Linked DNA regions of Sus scrofa: region 2 is linked to region 1. The links are chromatin contacts, called in public HiChIP or PLAC-seq maps. All regions are on one chromosome and are shown on one strand. The core of a region is the stretch at or near the end of the contact, and the rest is flanking DNA. Distances in the headings are between cores, read along the strand shown. Region 1 holds the start of COLQ (acetylcholinesterase collagenic tail peptide). Region 2 holds the start of ANKRD28 (ankyrin repeat domain 28).

The links. HiChIP or PLAC-seq counts read pairs in DNA pulled down with a chosen protein or histone mark.
Region 2: a contact with region 1 is called in an H3K27ac HiChIP or PLAC-seq map of skeletal muscle, with 2.0 times the contacts expected there. The contact joins the promoter of ANKRD28 here to the promoter of COLQ in region 1. A contact is called at or near these places in 2 of 2 datasets of contacts at active chromatin or transcription factors (alveolar macrophages and skeletal muscle).

What each region holds. Positions count from the first base shown.
Region 1 is chr13:2,753,297-2,758,077 of Sscrofa11.1, reverse strand. It overlaps COLQ (acetylcholinesterase collagenic tail peptide), which reads left to right and starts at 2,443. Exons shown (of 18, transcript XM_021071338.1): 1 at 2,443-3,040. The coding sequence starts at 2,761.
Region 2 is chr13:3,055,014-3,059,794 of Sscrofa11.1, reverse strand. It overlaps ANKRD28 (ankyrin repeat domain 28), which reads left to right and starts at 2,182. Exons shown (of 28, transcript NM_001206449.1): 1 at 2,182-2,428; 2 at 3,505-3,588. The coding sequence starts at 2,303.

The DNA of each region.
Region 1 (4,781 bases), core at 1,194-3,693:
AAAGTTTACTAACTGTAGCCCTGACATTAAGGTCTATGATCTTCTTTGAGCTAATTTCTATGTTTGGGGCAATGTATGCGTCATGATTCATTTTTGTTTGTTTTGCATATGGATGACCAGTTTCCCACCATCATTCACTGCAGAGACTACTTTAACTACTTTATTCTTTGTAATGACTGTATAATGTTTCATTGAAATTTAGGCTATTTGAAATCTGAGGCTATGAAAAATATCTTTGCATCTAAATCCCTGGACAGTTAAATGAGTATTTAGTTCTACAGATTCTCTGGGTGAAATGGCATGTACATGTTAAGTGTGGATAGGTACTCCCAGGTTTTTTTTCTCAGTATACACCCCTACCTGCAGGGTCTGGCGGGGAGGCTTTAACTTTGATTGGTTTTATTGGTGTAGGCCTTTCACAAATCTCAGATAATTTCCTTCTGGAAAAATCTAATAGCCTGTGTTATTAGATTCTGAAAGATTTAGAGCCCTTCCAGGAGGATTTGAAGAGAGATGATAATTTCTGCCTCGGTCACTTAGGGTAACCTCATATGAAATAGGCTCATAAAATATGTGGTCCACGGGAAATGGAAATTTACAAAACGTGGTTTAATAAGTATGGAGGGCTTGTGAATACCTCTGCGCTGAGGCCTCCCTAGAGGGTAGAGGTTCCTGTAATAACTTTGCATCGGCAGTGACTTGTTCCCCAACACCACCCCAACCCCGCCACCCCACCCCCCATGGCGGGCATGTACTTTAAGCCTCCTGGATACAGGCCGTTGTCCACATTCTCCACCCCCACCCCAGCCTGCCCTGGACCAGGCCCTGGTCCACAGCTGCAGGTGCAAAGCATGGGGCTGCAGGGAAGTGCCAGTTGCTTATGGCTGAAGCATAACTTTTCCTACTTTCCTTTCCTCCTACAATGGCGTGATTGAGTCGCATTAGCGGACATTGTTGAGGATTTTTAGATGACAAGGACTGTCCTGGGGCTGTGGGGGTGCACAGAACTCTGGAACAGCCTTCCATCCTCAGGGATGTTAACTCAGGTTAAATAGCAACACACGGTAGTTTAGAAGCAGTTCAAAACCAATGCCAGCAGGTGTCACAGGCAGGATGTAGGGACAAAATCTGTGCCAAGTGCAAGGTCAGTGATGGAATCTGTGTGCTGAGAGAAAGAGAAATCCCCCTGGCTTTTCAGAGGAGGAATCAGGGCTGGATGGCGAAAGTTCAGATTCTGGCATCATGTTACTCGAAGTTACTCTCCCCCTGTGTAGCCTACACCTTCTCCAAGCCACCCAAAGCCCACTGCTAGGGCTGGAGGTTTACAGGCTATATCTGGAAGTTGCACAGTGTCACTTCAGCCACATTCTGTTTGTCAAAGCTGGTCACAAGGCCAGCTCAGACTTGACAGGAGGGGAAACAGACCCACCTTTTGTTGGGAAGAGTGGCATGCACGTACAGGGGTGGGAGAGATTTTCGGTTGCCATCTCAGCAGCCCATCTACCATGGCTCCCCAGGTTTCATTTTTGCTAACTTGATACACAAATTTTAATTTGTATATGAGTCATCGTGCATGTTACCTCATTTAACCTTTCCAACACAGCTTTAAAAGGAAATGCCTTCATTGTATGAGAAAACCGGGACTTAGAAAGGTCAGTTTGTCCATGGTCACAGCAGAGCTGAAGCTGAGCTCCTCTGGTGCTGGAGCTGTGGGGTATTGCCTCCTCCTGCGCTCTTACCCAGCCCCACCTTCCCCCAGAGTGGGGCTCAGCTACTGGACTCTAGAGTCAGGAACAACCACACTGCTTCTGAATTAACGCCCACAAGGCACTGGGAGAGTGTTATGTAGGTTAAAGCAAAATGGACAGGGAGTTCCCTGGTGGCCTAGTGGTGAAGGATCCAGCATTGTCGTTGTTGTGGCTCCAGTCACTGCTGTGGCATAGGTTCAACCCCTGGCCTGGGAACTTTTGCATGCCTCAGGTGTGGCCGAAAAAGAAAAAAAGCAAAATAGACAACTCTGTGGATTATTATTTTAGTTTATTTTAGTAATCTAAGGATCTCTATAACAGGCTTTATAAACTCATAAGAGGATTCATTGAAGTATGTGACACTTTTCATTTGAAGAATTTTCTTTAGTCAAAGGTCAGTTCAATGATGTTATTTCCTGAATGCAGTTTGATCAATAATCAATCACTCCAGAGTCTATTGACTCTTTCTATTTATTTTGCTTTGCATGGAATAAAAGGCCGCAGCTTTTGGAAAGAGGATAAATACTTTTTTATGGAGAAAGCTGTTTTGGAAAATATAAAGTCTTCTCCACTCCTGCCCCCGCTTTTTATTGGTCTATTAAAGAAAAAAAAAATTCAGGGTCACCTTTTCATTTGTCCCCCAGTGCGTGAAAAAGTCATAGACTGACAGCAGAAGGACTTGTCTCCATGGTAATGCAGTTTGAATCCAGAGAGTTTGAATCGATTTGATTCTGTGATGCTACAGGGCACCTTGGTTGTGAGGGGGCAGGTGCTGTGAATAATCAATTAGGAAATCCGTCTGCCCTTGAGGACAGCTTCTAGTGGACATGCAAGATGTGCCTGCTTTTTCATCACCTCTCCAATGGCCACTTACCTCAAGTCTCCGAAGAAGAAAATTCGGACATCGTAATTTTAATGTGGGCATCTGATCCAGTGCTTAAGATAAATATAACCCTGTGTAGTAAGGAGAAGGTTTAGTGGGAAATGATTGGCATTCTTTCTTGGGAAAGGCATGGGGGAAGGAGAGAGAGAGAGGAGAGAGAGAGGAAGGAAGGGAGGGAGGGAGGTGGGGGGAGAGAGGGAGAGAGAGGAGAGAGGCAAACAGCGTGAGGAAGACAAAGCAGAGATAAGGAGGCTCCTCGCAGCCCTGCCTTGTGAACTTGACACTTTGCAGACTGCAGCCAGCATGGTTGTCCTGCATCCAGTGACTCTGGGAATTTACCTACAGCTTTTCTTCCGCTTCATCGTGTCTCAGCCCACTTTCCTCAACAGCGTGCTCCCAATTTCAGCAGGTAAAGCAGGACCACAACTCCGCGCTCTCTGCAGCCCCTCCTGATGTTTTTCCCTTTCCACTCTGGGCAGAGGGAGGCTGGGAGGGAGCCGGCCCCCAGTGGCCTCCGGTCAGCGCCGGGACACCCCTTCTGTCCTTGTGCCCGCCTGGCTTCGCAGAACCAGAGACCCTTAGACAGAGTGTTTCTTCTCCCCACTTGCTGCATTTTGGCCAGCTTGCGTTTTTGGTTGGGAATTGTGGGGAGCTTATCAGAGAGAGAGGAATGCAAGTGGAGTGAGTCCAGACGTTTCCATAAATACACCCCTGACCCCCTCCCCTGGCGGCCAGGGGGCTTTGCAGCCAGCTGAATGGGAGGGAGTCCCCCTCTTTCTCCTGGGGGCAAGAGCCCCTGCAGCCCTGGCTGCTGCCCTCCTGTGCTTCCCCCCTGGGGTGGGCTTCTCTTCAGCCTCAGGGGAGGAGGGGTGAGGCGGAGGGGGCTGCTGAGCTGGGCACAAGACTGAGTGTGGGGAGGGGGCCTCTTTCTGCCCCAGCCTGGAAACCTCTTCCGAGAGCACCAGGCTGTTGCCCTTGTCCTGCCCGACCCTGGGCAGAGGAAGTATTAGGTTACCAGCATGGGCCTGTTTAAACCTTTCTGAGGAAACTCAGATGTTTCCAGAGGGCTTGAGTGGGGCAGACAGACCCCAGGCTTTGCAGGCTGCCTCCTCACAGCCCTCTTACTTCACCTCGGTCACCCCCGGCTCTCCCCAGAAAAACTGTTTCAGTCAGTCCCTCCAACATGAATCTCAGAAATACTTTGCTGCAGGCAGGAATTTCACTCTCACCGCCTTTGCTAGAAACAGGCTCACGGGAGGGAGGGTGCAGCTCTGAATCCAGTTCCCAACACTCTCCATTCATAAAACTGCTCATTGACATGTTGTGCTGCCAACGTGTGTGGGCCCTGAGGGAAGGACTCAGAGAAGGGCACGGGGCTAATTATAAAAGTGTGAGAAACTGGAGGAGAGGACAGGAATTCATGGAGAATATTGGGGGTGGTTGTGCCATCACGGTGTGTCCCAGCATGCCCCTCCCCCAGTTTAAGCCAAGACTTCCAGGCTTTGGGGAGTGAGTGGGTCACTATTCCCTTATTCAAGGGGGAAGCTTGATAGTTAATTTGGTCTAACTTGGTGGTTCTTAACCTTGCTTAGGTCATAGATTCCTTTAGAATCTGCTCAAGACTCAAAGAAACTCAAGTCTTCTGGTTGTAGCCCTGCCTCCAGGGGGCTTTCCGGCTGCTGGGAGGTAGTTGGCGTTAGGCTGTAAGCAGCACGTGGATGGGACTGTGTCTGTCTTGTTCATCATCACTATTTCCCCAGGGAAATATTGGGTAGATGCCCAGGAAATATCTGGCGAATGGACAAGTGAATGAAGGAATGAAAACTTTTCTCATCTATAGACGGGAGTTTGCCATTATTTTGTACCACTTCATTTGGATACGGCCAGAATGGCTAATGAGTTCTGAGAGAGAAGATGAGAACCTCTGATTTTCTTTGAGCTCCTTGCCCTGGAGAGAGGCCCAGCATAGCTTAGCCATCTCTTAGGTAAGATTTGGTACCGATTGTTCCAGACAAGGTCACAGCAGGAAGAAGAGGTAACTCAGATGGTTTGAGAAAAGACTGGAAGGAGTGGATCCCCTTCAGAGGTGGGGGCGGCGTTGAGGGAGCCAAGAAGGAAGGTTGAATGTCAGAGGAGGCTCTCTTCCCTCC
Region 2 (4,781 bases), core at 933-3,432, 300 kb before region 1:
ATGGTATTTTCTTTTTAATTTTTTGGTTGGGGAATATCCCCATCCTTAAAAGTAAACAGAGAAAGGGAGAGTAAAGAGAGAAACAGAAAGCCAACAATAAATTAGTTGTTTTTGATACTTATTTGTAGCTTTGGGATAATTTTATACAGAGGGAGACAATTTGTTTGCTTTGCGTTACCCTGTGCCTTTTCGAATTACAGATAATTTACTACCAAGGGCTTGAAACAATAGTTTTATGAAGCTGTTTAACAGATTTTAAGGCTTTATTCCATATCCAGATAGGAAGATAGAATTATTTCATTTCATTGTGAAATTCGAATGATCGATAGAATTTTAGAATTAGGATTTCTGAAATATGAAATTTTTTTTCTCTGAAAGTATGACTTGATTTATTAAATTCAACAACTTAGAAGTTGTTAGTAGACCTTAAATTTCTTTTGTTTAAACTTCTTTGCATTCTTGAAAACAGCATTCATCTAGTAGGTTAAAAAATGATCTTGGTAAAATAATAAAAAGAAAACCTTAGGTTCATGGTGTTTATATTCTCATGAAATACTTCTTCATCTCTAGTTCTCTTTCATGGGTTTACTGCAGATGTTCTTACTGAAACTGTCACTTTAGGGTTAAACATTTGCTGTATTGTAACATACGAAAGCAGTTAAGCTGTTTGGAATTGTTTACTTGCTGAAACCAGTGTTAGTCAGCAGAGGCAGTACACCAGATTTCCTTGTGGCTTTTAGTGGAAAATGTTAAAAGCGCACTCATTTTTCAGTTATAGAATTTTTTAGTTTGATCTGGATTAGTCACAGAACTGGCATGAACCTTCTAATTGTGAAGGCTGTCCAAATGCACTATTTTTTTCTCCTGCTAGAGGAAGTTACATCCCGAGCAGTAGCTCAGCTCTCTGGTAAGTGTAACATGTGAGCATTACTAGGCATTTCATCCTGCAGTTCTGCAGTCTTTGCTCTTCAGACTGTTGCTCAGTTGGAATGCTTCTGTGGGGCCGATCCTGGGCTCCTCGATTTTTCAAGGATCTACTCATTTGGTGGTGTCTGTGGCGTTTTGCAAGATCATCTGAGGAACAGGAAAGCATCTAAAATTGACTGAAAAGGATAACTGTAGCGGTTTTCACGGTGGAAGGAAACTATATTGGCACAGAGGCAGATGACTGAATAAAGTAGTTGGCTCAAAGAAGATGCACAGTCTGCTGTTTTTTTCTCTGAATGAAGACTATTTAATGGAAGCTGTATTCATGTGGAGATCAAAGAAAACACTGGAGTGATAAACTACTGGGGTCCCCCCTCCCCTTTTCTTTAATGAAAAGCCTGAAGCAGTAATTTGAGCTCAAATGCCTTCTAATTCCTTCGCAGCCTGCCTGTTCCATTAGGATTCTCCGCTAACACGGTTTTTGCTGGGTGCCTGTGCCCTTTTACTGGAGCACCACAGACAACTGCCTGATGGAGGAGGAATGAACGCTGCGCCTCGCTTGTACTGTCCATGGGAATAAAGCTAACTGTGTTTCTTCTCTTACATGGGATATCTGGATTAATCAAGCCGTATTCCAGCACCAAGAGTCCTATTGTCTCTTGTGGTCTGACTCATCGCATGTAAATGTACTGCAGCTTTGCTATTAATGCAGACTGTTGTCTTTTTTCTTTCTCAAACACAGTAAGAATTGTCAACCTCTGAGCAACATTTTAAGAATTTGTGTTGAGCTCTTGGATGTATTTTTTTCTGGATAGTATCTGCATCAAACCATTGAAACTGAAGAAATGAAGATAAATTAGAAGTGGAAACAGAATAGTGAGATTTTATTTTTTATTTTCGATTATAAGCAAGGCAGCTACTGGTAACTATATGACCTTGCAGGCAAGAGTGATCATCTCTGCCACAGCAGTTGTTTCTCATCTTACTCTGCAGTGTGTGGCATTGTTATCCAATGATCAAGTCAATTTCTGTGAAACAGAAAATGACTATTTTGGTAGGGGGAAGTATTTTTAAATGAGCTTGTACTGCACTGCTTTAGTTGTTGACATGTTGATGTGAAATTTCTTTTAAGTATTATAGCAACCCAACAAAAAAAAAAAATAGAATTTTGTTGTTTTTAGGAAGTTACAAGTTATGTAGGTATAATTTTAAACTTCACTTTTTCCGATGGTACTTATTAACTTTAAAAAACCAGCTTCGCTGTTCAGAGAATGATTCAGAGTGTTGTACAGAAGAGGAGGAGGAAAAACTACTTGTGCTCTTCCAACTGTGACTTTTATCACATAGCTTAGAATTCAGTTTTTTAAAAGAGCGAATGAGTCGAGTGTGTATTGTTGTTTTGGAGGAGGTAGAAGATGAGCCTCCTGCATTCATTTCTAAATTGCCACAGGAAAATAAATCCCTACATTCTTCACCTTCAGGAAATGTATTGGTAAGATACGAGAGTTTATGTATTTACTGTATTCTACTGAACTAGTAGGGTAAATTTTACTTTTTAAGAATAAACATTTCCACTAGTTTCATAAAGAATCCAAATGAAAGCCATGTAAGTGTGTGAATATGATGCAATATTATGTGTGTATAAATGCACACATTTCTGATTTTCGCTTTTTGAGATGTTTAGATATCACTTCAGACTTTGTCTCTTAATCTCTTAAAAAGACTTTTAAAAATAATTTGAGAATAGTAGTTATAGCAACCATGTTTCTGTTTTCACTTTGTGGTTTTAAAAACTGATGTAACAAGAATGAGGAAATGTATGTTATAGGAAAGGTTGACTACTGCCAGCAATACTGAGGCACAGCCTTTTAGAAAGTAACGGATTTTATGTACTTATATGCACAGCTGTAATGTGAAAAGGAATCAGACTTCATCTTTAACCTTAATTTGAATACTGTTGTTTAATTGATATAATAACATACCTTATTAGAGAGGCTATGTCATTGATGAAGAAATTTTTGTATTTAGACAGGCACTTGTCTGCCCCTTCGTGTTATTCAGGTATACAGTAATTTTTGGTCTTTGAATAGTGTTGATTTTCATCAACTACCAGGTTTTGTTTCTTTGGATTTTTATCTTTATGCATGTAATGCTAACCATGCAAATTACTTTGGTGCCCTAAACAGAACTTTTCAAGGAGGCCTTCTTTCTTGGGCTTCCACATGGACTGATAACTGCATGTCTGACAAGTTGTGTCCCACAAGTAGATATTGAGATGTCTCACTTGTATTTGAAAGAGACATCCTTTTTGTCAGATACATAAGTAAAAGGCCTGCACTCGTAAAATAAAATCCGATTATACTTATTATACTACCTAATTTTGGTCATGCTGAATTGGTTTTTTTTTAATTAGGCCTTCTTTTATTTCCAAGGAAGAATCCTATACTTTCATGCAGTTTGACTTCATGAAACTAGATTCATGTCAAAAGCCAAGTGATCATTATTATGATACGGAAGAAAAAATTTAGTTTTTTCTTGTGGTGTGATTAATGTTTTTATTACTCTCTTGTATTTTAGCCATCACTGGTGCAAGCTATATTTAATGGAGATCCTGATGAAGTTCGAGCACTAATATTTAAGAAAGAAGATGTTAACTTTCAGGTAAAACAATTTCACTGATACCAGCCTTGAAATCTACTTTAAAAAAAGCTCTTTCCTAGAGTTATGATTTTTGTTAAAAGACATAACAATTCTATAATGGCTGTTTTAAACAAGGGTAGAAGTGACTTGAAGCAAAAAAGAAGGGACTGAACATAAATATTCAGGGTAATGGCTAAAACACAGGAAAACTAGAAGTCAGTCGGCATTTTATTCCTCCAGCTTTTTTTACTTTGAAAATTTTCACAGAAGAGTTGGAAAAAGTACTCTGAATACCCATAGATCCAGCATTGATAACATTTGACACATTCTTTGCTTTCTCTTCCATATTTATACAGATTATATTTATACTACACATATATTTTTTCTTTCTTTTGCTGAATCCCATTTAAAAATAAGTTAAAGACATCATGAGACTTCACTCTTAAATATTTGTGTGCATTCGAGATGAGGGTTCTTTTTTGTGAACTTGAAATAAGAGACATGTCTGTTTGTAATATATCTAGCTTGATTATGAAATCAAATTTGCTTTCTGTAAATAATCATGCTAAACATTATACGTGAAGACTTATCTGTTGGGTCTTGTAGTAAATAAAGACATAGTATTTGAAAATTCTCCAAACTTTTAAAGATACAGTGGATTTAACATTCAGGACTGACATGAGGGATAATTTTAGAGAGTGGATAATATCCTTTGTATATGGTTCTCCAGTGGCCAGACTTTCCTTAATTTACCAAATTAATTTTAAGATCAAATTTATTGATATATATTTTTTTATTGGAAGTAAATGTTTTCAGTACCTTTTTCATACATAATTCATTTCTCTGAATGATGGAGGGTGGGGAGAGGTCATGATTCATAAGATCCCAATAGCAACTGCAAAACAGATGACCTGGAATTGATTGGTTGTTTTTAAGAAAGCCATGCCCTTGCAAGCTCATCACCAGCTCTCATCTTTCCCCTGTTCTTTCAGCAGTACTCCTGTGACCACTTGATGTTAAATAGAGTATTTATCATATTTTTAAGGGTTGAATAATATGAATAGATTTGGATCTTTAGCTAAAATGGTTCATTCTAACATTGGGTAGTAATAAAAATGCTATCATTATTTACATTTTTTTTTCCTTAAACCTTCCTAAGTGAATTGTGTTTAAGTTTATATCTTGGAAATGAGCACCTCATTCAAGATTTCTTT